Regions from separate parts of the Mus musculus genome. Here all the other regions are linked to region 3. Evidence: chromatin contacts called from public HiChIP or PLAC-seq and promoter capture Hi-C data. All regions are on one chromosome and are shown on one strand. The core of a region is the stretch at or near the end of the contact, and the rest is flanking DNA. Distances in the headings are between cores, read along the strand shown. Region 1 holds the start of Pip4p2 (phosphatidylinositol-4,5-bisphosphate 4-phosphatase 2). Region 2 holds the start of Otud6b (OTU domain containing 6B). Region 3 holds the start of 1700123M08Rik (RIKEN cDNA 1700123M08 gene).

Evidence for each region. Promoter capture Hi-C pulls out the DNA fragments that hold promoters and counts their contacts. HiChIP or PLAC-seq counts read pairs in DNA pulled down with a chosen protein or histone mark.
Region 1: an H3K27ac HiChIP or PLAC-seq map of embryonic stem cells shows a contact between it and region 3, with 7 times the contacts expected there. The contact joins the promoter of Pip4p2 here to the promoter of 1700123M08Rik in region 3. A contact is called at or near these places in 8 of 39 promoter capture datasets (the 3T3-L1 cell line, cranial neural crest, embryonic stem cells and 4 more), 1 of 484 Hi-C or Micro-C datasets (B cells), 6 of 115 datasets of contacts at active chromatin or transcription factors (astrocytes, embryonic forebrain, embryonic stem cells and 3 more) and 1 of 9 other capture datasets (adipose tissue).
Region 2: a promoter capture Hi-C map of pre-B cells shows a contact between it and region 3. The contact joins the promoter of Otud6b here to the promoter of 1700123M08Rik in region 3. A contact is called at or near these places in 9 of 39 promoter capture datasets (3T3-L1-derived adipocytes, cranial neural crest, hematopoietic stem and progenitor cells and 5 more), 3 of 484 Hi-C or Micro-C datasets (B cells, CD4 T cells and CD8 T cells), 2 of 115 datasets of contacts at active chromatin or transcription factors (astrocytes and large pre-B cells) and 2 of 9 other capture datasets (adipose tissue and liver).

Annotation. Positions count from the first base shown.
Region 1 is chr4:14,862,787-14,865,486 of GRCm38.p6, reverse strand. Pip4p2 (phosphatidylinositol-4,5-bisphosphate 4-phosphatase 2) reads right to left here and starts at 1,268. Exons shown (of 7, transcript NM_028264.4): 1 at 1,050-1,268. The coding sequence starts at 1,155.
Region 2 is chr4:14,825,041-14,827,740 of GRCm38.p6, reverse strand. It overlaps Otud6b (OTU domain containing 6B), which reads left to right and starts at 1,328. Exons shown (of 7, transcript NM_152812.4): 1 at 1,328-1,450; 2 at 2,088-2,242. The coding sequence starts at 1,369.
Region 3 is chr4:11,965,306-11,968,005 of GRCm38.p6, reverse strand. It overlaps 1700123M08Rik (RIKEN cDNA 1700123M08 gene), which reads right to left and starts at 1,432. Exons shown (of 5, transcript NR_040577.1): 1 at 1,323-1,432. It overlaps Pdp1 (pyruvate dehyrogenase phosphatase catalytic subunit 1), which reads left to right and starts at 1,556. Exons shown (of 3, transcript NM_001098230.1): 1 at 1,556-1,704; 2 at 2,358-2,392. The coding sequence starts at 2,362.

The DNA of each region.
Region 1 (2,700 bases), core at 19-2,518, 2.9 Mb before region 3:
GTTAAAAAGAAATGTTAAATGCCAGACAACTTCAACCTGTTGTAGTGTTTCCCGCCCCCCCCCGCGCCCCCCCCTGCCCCATTTCAGACATGAACTTAGAAGTTGTGTTACAAGACACGTGACCTGCTTATATTCCCAAAACACTATTAACTTTGGCCTCCTTGGGTTTTAAACTTCATTCACATCCAGCCAAAAGAGCAAGATGAAGTAAGGTACGCTTGCACGTGCCATATTTAATGATCTCTGTAAGGCTTGCCTTCCAGACTACCGTAGTAAACACTCCCAAAGACTTTGAACAAAGACAGTGCTTGAATAAATCGAATCCTTTGGTAAAGAGACTTCTCCTTCACCACACCATTTCTCCAAATCCCTTTTTAATTCTACACTGAAAAACAAAACTAAAAATATATACGGTATAAACTTGGGGAACTTTTTAGAAGTTAATTTCAACCTCACCCAGACATGCATTTAAAAAATTCCTCCTTCCTAACGGAAGGCTCTTCATTCACCACTGAAGCTATGAAACACACTCCTTACAGGCAGCAATGCCCGTAGCTTAGGAATTTCGGACATATTAGGGATAAACTCTGTTGCTTCTGGTTAGGCAGTTCCCTGCTTGCACTCCGGGGCCGAGTGTAAGGGACTAAGATGTTTCCTGCTGAAGTCCTCTCAAGGGCAGATGCCAGGGTGAGCAGTGCCCCGTGTTTTTCAGCAACCGAAAGCACTTGTGAATGACTGAAGGATCTGCACCACCGCCCAGCTGCACTTAGGGGCTGCTTTGGAAACAGCAGCTCGGAGCTTGGGAAAATTCATGTCCGATCCTGAAGCTGGGAAGGAAGTGTTCAAGCACACACTCCACACCACAAGCAGCAGCAGCGAAGCCCTGCAGACAGGCTTTCGGGTAGGCAGGCAGAGCCTGGGAAGGCATCCTTTTCCCCCAGCCCAAGGGAGAAGCTCTCCTCCGCCTCCGCGCTAGAGCTCCCCGGCATTCATCCTTCCATCCTTCCAGACGTTTCTGCGAGAAGCAGAAAGGTCTATGCCGGCCTTACCTCTGGGGCTGCTTTCCTGCAAGTACGGCGGGGCTGTGGGAGTGACATTTCCCGAATGGGATGCTGACAGCAGAGGCGAACGTTCGTCCACCCCGTCAGCAGCCATGACTGCAGCGACAGCGCGGCGGGCCGCGGGTTGAGCTGGGCTGCGGCTAGGGAGGAGGTGGTGGCCAGCAATGCCGCCGCGCCGCCGCTACGGCCTCCGGGAGGGCCCAGGATGTGTCACAAGGCAGGAGGCGGGGGAGGGGAGGGTGCGGGACCGCGAGGCCGGGGGAAGGGAAGCACGCCGGGAGGCATGCTGGGGGAGGGGACTGGAGAGGAAAGAAAGAGCCCGGGAGGAGGAGGAGGAGGAGGAGGAGAAGGAGGAGGGAGGGAAGAAGTGTGGAGGGAAAGCCAGCCAGTCTGAGAAAAGGGGAGACGGGAGGACTGATTAGGAAGTGGGGGAGGGGAAGAGATCAAGTAAGCAAGAGGAGGGGCAAAGGGAAAGAGAGGGTGAGGAATCTTTTAAACTAAGGGAACCGAGGATAAAGAGCAGCTTTGAGAGGCACTGAAAGGCCTGTACTGGATTACGGGCAAAACCAGAGCAATCAAGTTCAGCTCCTCCAGGAAGTAGGAGAGTCTAACTTGTCTGGTAAACTTTGCAGCTGGGTGAAGAAAACTTATTTCTTGGGTTATCATTTTCTTCGGAGAGGTTTCTTCTTTGTTATGAACCATAGCTGAGAATCTGTTGTCTGAGAAATGTTGGTGCCTGCGCATTAGGCTTTCCTCTTTTCCTTGATTTTTTTTTTTAGGAATAAGAGTGCTGACATTTGATTTTTGGCACTTTAAGCATAAGTGTTAACTTTTACAACTTCCGTTTTACAAAATAGACTGTCATTTTAGTTTTTGTAGAATAATGGGGCTTTTTTGTATAATGTAAAAATTAAACCTTTTTCCTACAAAAGATTTTTCTTTTTTTAAAAAAAGGTCATTGTACTGAAGAGCTAGCACACTGATTAAGGTGCTCACTGATCTTGCTTAGGTCACAAAAGCCAGTTCTCAGCACCCACATTTCGTGGCTCACAAACCACCTGTAACTCTAGTAAAAGGAATCCAATACCTTCATCAGGCCTACATCAACACACACACTCACACACACAGTTTTTTTAATAAATGTTTTTAAATACTCAACAGACTTATTGTCTTATTTTCTATTTACATTTTTGTTACCCTTTTTTGATGTTTTGTCATTTGATTCCAATGCGATTTACATTTTTTAAAAAAACAACAGAAACAAACCAAAGTTTAGAACACATCCAAATAAAAATGCAATCAGAATAATAGCTTTCCTGCTGAGGTTCTTCTGAGTGACTTCGGAAGAATTATTTACTCACCTTCCAGGTGTCCCCAAGTATCTAGGGTGTGGTCTCCATGCTCAAGGTGGCTGAAAAGTCCCACAGTGAAATAGCTGTACCGGAGATTGGGAGTTGCCCCTTACATTTCAGTCCGTATAAACAGCAGACATTCGAAACTACTCAAATCACATTTAGGATCCTCAAGTTGCTCTCTGAAGACATACTCTTTCTTCCTGAATCTATAAAGTACCAACTGGAAACCCTAAGGGAAGGTAAAGAACAATGTTTTCTTTCATGTAGCATCTTTGGGCGGCCAA
Region 2 (2,700 bases), core at 79-2,578, 2.9 Mb before region 3:
GCAAGTCATCAATAAATTCCCTTGCTATATAGAGACTTTCCATAGGTTCTGTGACTCTAGAGAACCCTGACTAATACAACCCCTTACAGGTTTATACAGTTGTAGGTGCAGTTCATTATTCATCTCTGGAAATAAGTTTTCAATTATTTCCAGAAATATTATTTCAACTTCATTTGTTTTGTTCTGTCTCAGGCATTTATATATAAAAAAGAATATGTTTGTCTATCTATTTTTTTTAAGATCTATTTATTTATTATATGAAAGTACATTGTAGCTGTCTTCAGACACTCCAGAAGAGGGCATCATATTTCGCTATGGATGGTTGTGAGCCACCATGTGGTTGCTAGGATTTGAACTCGGGACCTTCAGAAGAGCAGTTGGCGCTCTTATCCACTGAGCCATCTCGCCAGCCCCTGTCTATCGACTTTTGAGACAGGGTCTCACCTATGTAACTCTCTGGACATCCTGGAACTCCCTATGTAGACAGGCTGGCCTCAAACTCACAGAGATCTGCCTGCCTGCCTCCTAAGTGCTGGGATTAAAGGCCTACACAACCACAATCAGCCCTAAATAGAGATTTTTTTTTTTTTTTAAATTTTACTGGACCAACACTCTGAGTCTTCCACTCCTGCCACCATTCCGTGAGCATTCTTGTTTGCCTTTGCTAATTTGTTTTTGTGGCACACGAGTTACATTTGTTAAATCTTGCCTCAAATCTTCAAAACACCCTGACATCACTGTTAATCGTTTTACAACTGAATTTAGCAAATGGACTTTACTAAGCTTAGTCCTTTTTTATCTCTTTCATCACTTATTTCAAGAGTAGGCATTCCTTACTTAGCGTTTCCCCTTTTACCACATTGTAAAAAAACAAAAAACAAACCATTCCCTAGTGTATGACTAATATAACGTAAAGATCCTCATTGAAAACAAACCACGCTTTTATTAAAATTAAAAAAAAAATCTTTTCAACATGTTTTGGCAAAGAGGACAACTACGGAGCGTTCTAAAGCACAAATTGAAAGCTGTGCGAAAGAACGTCCGTGATGTCATCTCCGTGCGCCCCGTCAGGGCCAATCGCCTGGCGCGTAGCTTTGTGCTGCGGTTGCTCCAGCGCCGGGCGCGTCCTTAATCGCACAATCCCAGCTTCCGGCGCGCCGCCCAGAGCGGTCCGAGCGCGCAGGCGCCCTAGCCCATGTCGGCGTCTCCCGGTTTCAGTGGTTAGACCTGGATCCGGAGCCGCCTTGAGGCGGGGCTGGGCCTTCCCGGCGGCCAATGGCGCCCCGGGTGAGGGTTGAGGAGTGGGAGGTGCTGGCCCTCCTGAGGTGCGGATCTCCTTCAGCGCGGGTGCCGGGCCGCCTGGTCGTCATGGAGGAGGTCGTGGCTGAAGAGCTCGATGATGAGGAGCAGCTGGTGAGAAGGCATCGGAAGGAGAAGAAGGAGCTGCAAGGTGACGGGAAAGGGGCTGGGAATGTAAGAGGCGTCCACACCCAAGGCTGGGAGCGTGGAGTGTGTCCTCTGGTACCTGGACGGGCACACGTCCTGGATCCGTCTAGGCTTTCCCTCAGATAACTTTTGATCAGTCTTCTCCAGCTTTCCCCATTCCCTCGACCCCCTTATTTGCAGTCCCCGGAGATGTCCCCGTGTGCGACCTGCCGTGGACCCCTAGCGGGTCCGGTGCACGTGCTGCTGCTGAGTGATGTGCCTGGAGACCAAAGTCTTGGACCTCCTCTTCCTCCCTTCCCATTCCTGCCCCCGATCCCGACGCCTGGCCTTAGTGGTGTGGTCTGAATTGCTTCTCCTTGGCTTGTCGGTCACAGAGAAAGATATTTAAAAGGCAGAAGTTTTACCTTAGTATAGTTTTTTAACCTTGGTTTTGCCCTGTCAAACCAAACAAATTCGAGATTGTGTTTACGTTGGGTCGCAAGCCTCATCCGGACCTTTCTCCGTAGCTGATTGTTGTGTCATGATTAATTGCTTCTATAATTACTTTACATTCTATAATTGTACCTCTTCCCACCCTCTTAACTGCTTTTCGCTTTTTGGTCCGGGGGCTCTGACACGGCTGTTTTGATGACTTTTTTTAGCCAAAATTCAGGGAATGAAGAACGCTGTTCCCAAAAACGACAAAAAGAGGAGGAAGCAGCTCACGGAAGATGTTGCTAAATTGGAAAGAGAAATGGAGCAAAAACACAGGGAAGAACTGGAGCAATTGAAGCAATTGACTTTCAAGGACAGTAAGGTATGGGGAGCGAAGCTTGTCTCTGAGCCCGAGCAAACAGCTGTCTGAGTGTGTTGAACTGCTTATTGAATACGGTCTCAAAATTCTGAAATCGAGTCATACAGTCACACATCACATTTCCTCGACATTAGTTTTTTTAGACAGAGTGCCTTGTAGTCTAGGCTGTCACCCATGTGGATTTGGAGCAGAGGCTAAACCTTGAACTTTAACTTCAGATCCTACTGGTGTGACTTCACAAGTGCTGGGATTACAGGCATGCACCACCACACCTAGCTGTACATTTCTTTAGTATTTTTGTGACCAGGTTTATGGGCAGATTTTCTTTTTTTAAATGGAAGAACAGCAAAAAAGTGCCTACTTCCTTAACCTAATAACCATGTAAAGTATAAGTTATTGCCAGATAAGGTTTGCCTTGAGTGAAAGTTGGCAGCCGAGACTGCTCGTCAGGAACTCCTGAT
Region 3 (2,700 bases), core at 183-2,682:
CACAGTCAACTATGCATAGGCAAAGTCCGGGAATATGGCATTCTCCCTAAAACGCTGAGGATACACTCTTGCCTTACTGTGTACACACCAAACTAAACCCTTGCATCAGATATATTGGGACTGTCTCTAAGTAGAAATGGCTAATCTTGATTGTTGTTAGGAGAGGATAAATGTATCTCTTCTCCAAGAGGGGAAGGCAGGGGACTGATGGGGATCTTGGCTTGTTTGTTCTTGGTTGGGGAAAGGTACCTATATTTTCCCCCTCACCAATCATCTCTGCCCGTAAGCCTCTTCTGGGGATGAGCAAATTCTCCAGTTTAGAAATAGAGGCAGCTTGAAAGATTTGGGGAATTATGAATTGCAGGTTTGGTTATATAAGGTTTTTCCTTTATTACATAAAAATTTAAATACTTCAGGATTAATAAAATTTCACAGTAAACTTGGGAGTTCATCTATCTAGTCCAAATTACTTTGTAAACTTTATTAGTTAATAAGGTGTAGAATAAATCAACGTAAACTCATTAACACTGGGCAGAAGCATAGCTTCTCCCAAGAAAGTTTCATGTCATGAAGATGGCATCTATGTGGATGTAGGTAAGTGAAGAAGGCACTGTCCCATAAAGAGACAACCGCAGATGGCAGCAAGAACCCTTAGTGTGTTGTTTAGCACATCTTAAGCCTAACCTCACCCCACAGATAGGCAAACTGAGTCTCATGGGAGGAAGATGGATTTTTGTCACTGGGAATAACTTGAAAGGCTCTTCTGACTCCAAGTTCAGTGCTCTTCCCACTTTCACTGGCTGCATTTTAAAATTCATAACTCTGAATGAGTCAGGGACCAAGGAGGGAATGCTGATTTCAAAGTCCTTCCAAGAACAAGAGCACTCGTGTTATTCTTATCTACAAAGATAAGAATTCCTTCATCAAACTTCCTTTTGCTTTTGTTTACAGCTTCCTAGCCCGGAGACATAAAAATAATTGACTATCAATCCGACCTAATAACCCTAAAATCAGCAACTTGATCTTGAATGAATGAAGCGAGACACCGCCGAGACGCTCTGCCACGCCTCAATTGTGTTGTTCCCGCGGTCTACCTGGGGCAGCCCAGTGCAGAGGAGGCTTGGCTCTCAGGCCAGCCCAGAGCAGCACGCGGGGCCCAGCAGAAGTGCCAGGCATTCGCGAAAGCCCGCCCGCCAGGAAGCAACTGGCTACCAAAGCGCCACGCGCTCAGGGATGCTGGATCCCGCCCAGGCGCTTCCCCATCTGGGAGTCCAAACGCAACCCAACCAAGGCTGTCCACCTCGCGGCACGCGCAAACCCACCTTCACCAGCAACAGGGCGTGGTCACGGGGCGCGCGCACGCGTGGAACCAATAGGCTAGCCGCGCCAAATGGAAGGGATTGTCTGACCTCCGTGACGTCACAAAACTGGCGGGGAGCGCGCCCTCTTCCGCCCCCCGCCCCTCTGGCCCTCCGGGTCCCGCCCACCCGCCATTGCGCAGCCAATCAGAAGGCGAAGAGCTCAAGAGCGCCTGTGGGGGCGGGGCAGGGTGGAGGCCGGGCGAGGCAGGGGCGCGGAGTGGGCTGGCCTGGGCCGAGCTGCAGCGCGCCGGGGTGCTGCGTGGTGCTGAGTGAGGGAAGGACGCGCACGGAGGGGTGCGGCCGCCACCCGGGGCAGACCGCAGCGGGTGCTCGACTGTGCCCGGTTGGTATCCTCGTCCACCGCTGCCGAGTCGTGAGGGGGCGTCAGGGCGGTGAAGTGGAGGGCGCGCGTGGGGAGCGGCCGCGGGTGGAGGGCCGGGTGCGCGCGGAGCCTCGGTCGCGAGGAGCTGCCGCGGGTCCCGGGCGGCACCCGGCTGTCAGCGCGCGGGGCGCCCGCTGTGGCCCGGGCGTGTCTGCCTCGGCTCCCCGCTGACACGCTTGGCCCCGCGTGGCGGAGCCGGCTGCCCACGGCGGGCTGTGCCTGGAGCTCTGCGGAAGCGGGCGCGGCGTGGGGCCGGGCGGGCCTGAAGATGCTGAGTGCTTGTGGGCTCGGTGCGCTGGCTGCATGGAGCGGCGGCGGTGCGCCTGTCCGGGCTCCTGGAGTTGCCCGCCGGGGGCTGTGATGCCGCCTCGCCTGCCGGGTGGGTTTGTTTGGTTTCTTCTTCTCCCCTCCCCTTTCTCCCCCCTCCATTCTCTCCTCCCCTCCCAGCCCATTCACTGGGCTGCTGCGAGACCTCGCCCCTCCTCCGCTCCCGCCTCCCCGCCGCCGCCTCCTCTAATGAGCATCTCTGCTTTGCTTTCAATGGGCCGCTGCTGCTGTCGCTGCTGCTGTCCGCGCGGGTTGTGGATGTTGTCGGCTCCGTGTTGTGATGACAGGAGAATGTGTGTGTGTCCCGGGCCCAGACGAATTGGTAGGTATTCACATAACTACCTGTGTTGGGTACCCAGGGAAGGATGGTGACTGATTTTGTGTATGAATGGATGGCTCTAGGGGTCCTCATGGAATTAAAGGGTGAGATAAGGAAAAGGAGACAAAGGCGCTCTGGACCAGATTTTATTTTTATTTTTATTTTTTGATAGCTTAAGTGTGATATTCTGGGACACACGAAACTGACCAAACAAGTGCTGGTTTGGTTCTTTGTGTTTTAAGGATAATGGCTTTTCTTCATTCTTGTAGACACTGAACTTGAGCTGTGAAATGGCTAGGCGTTTCCAGAAA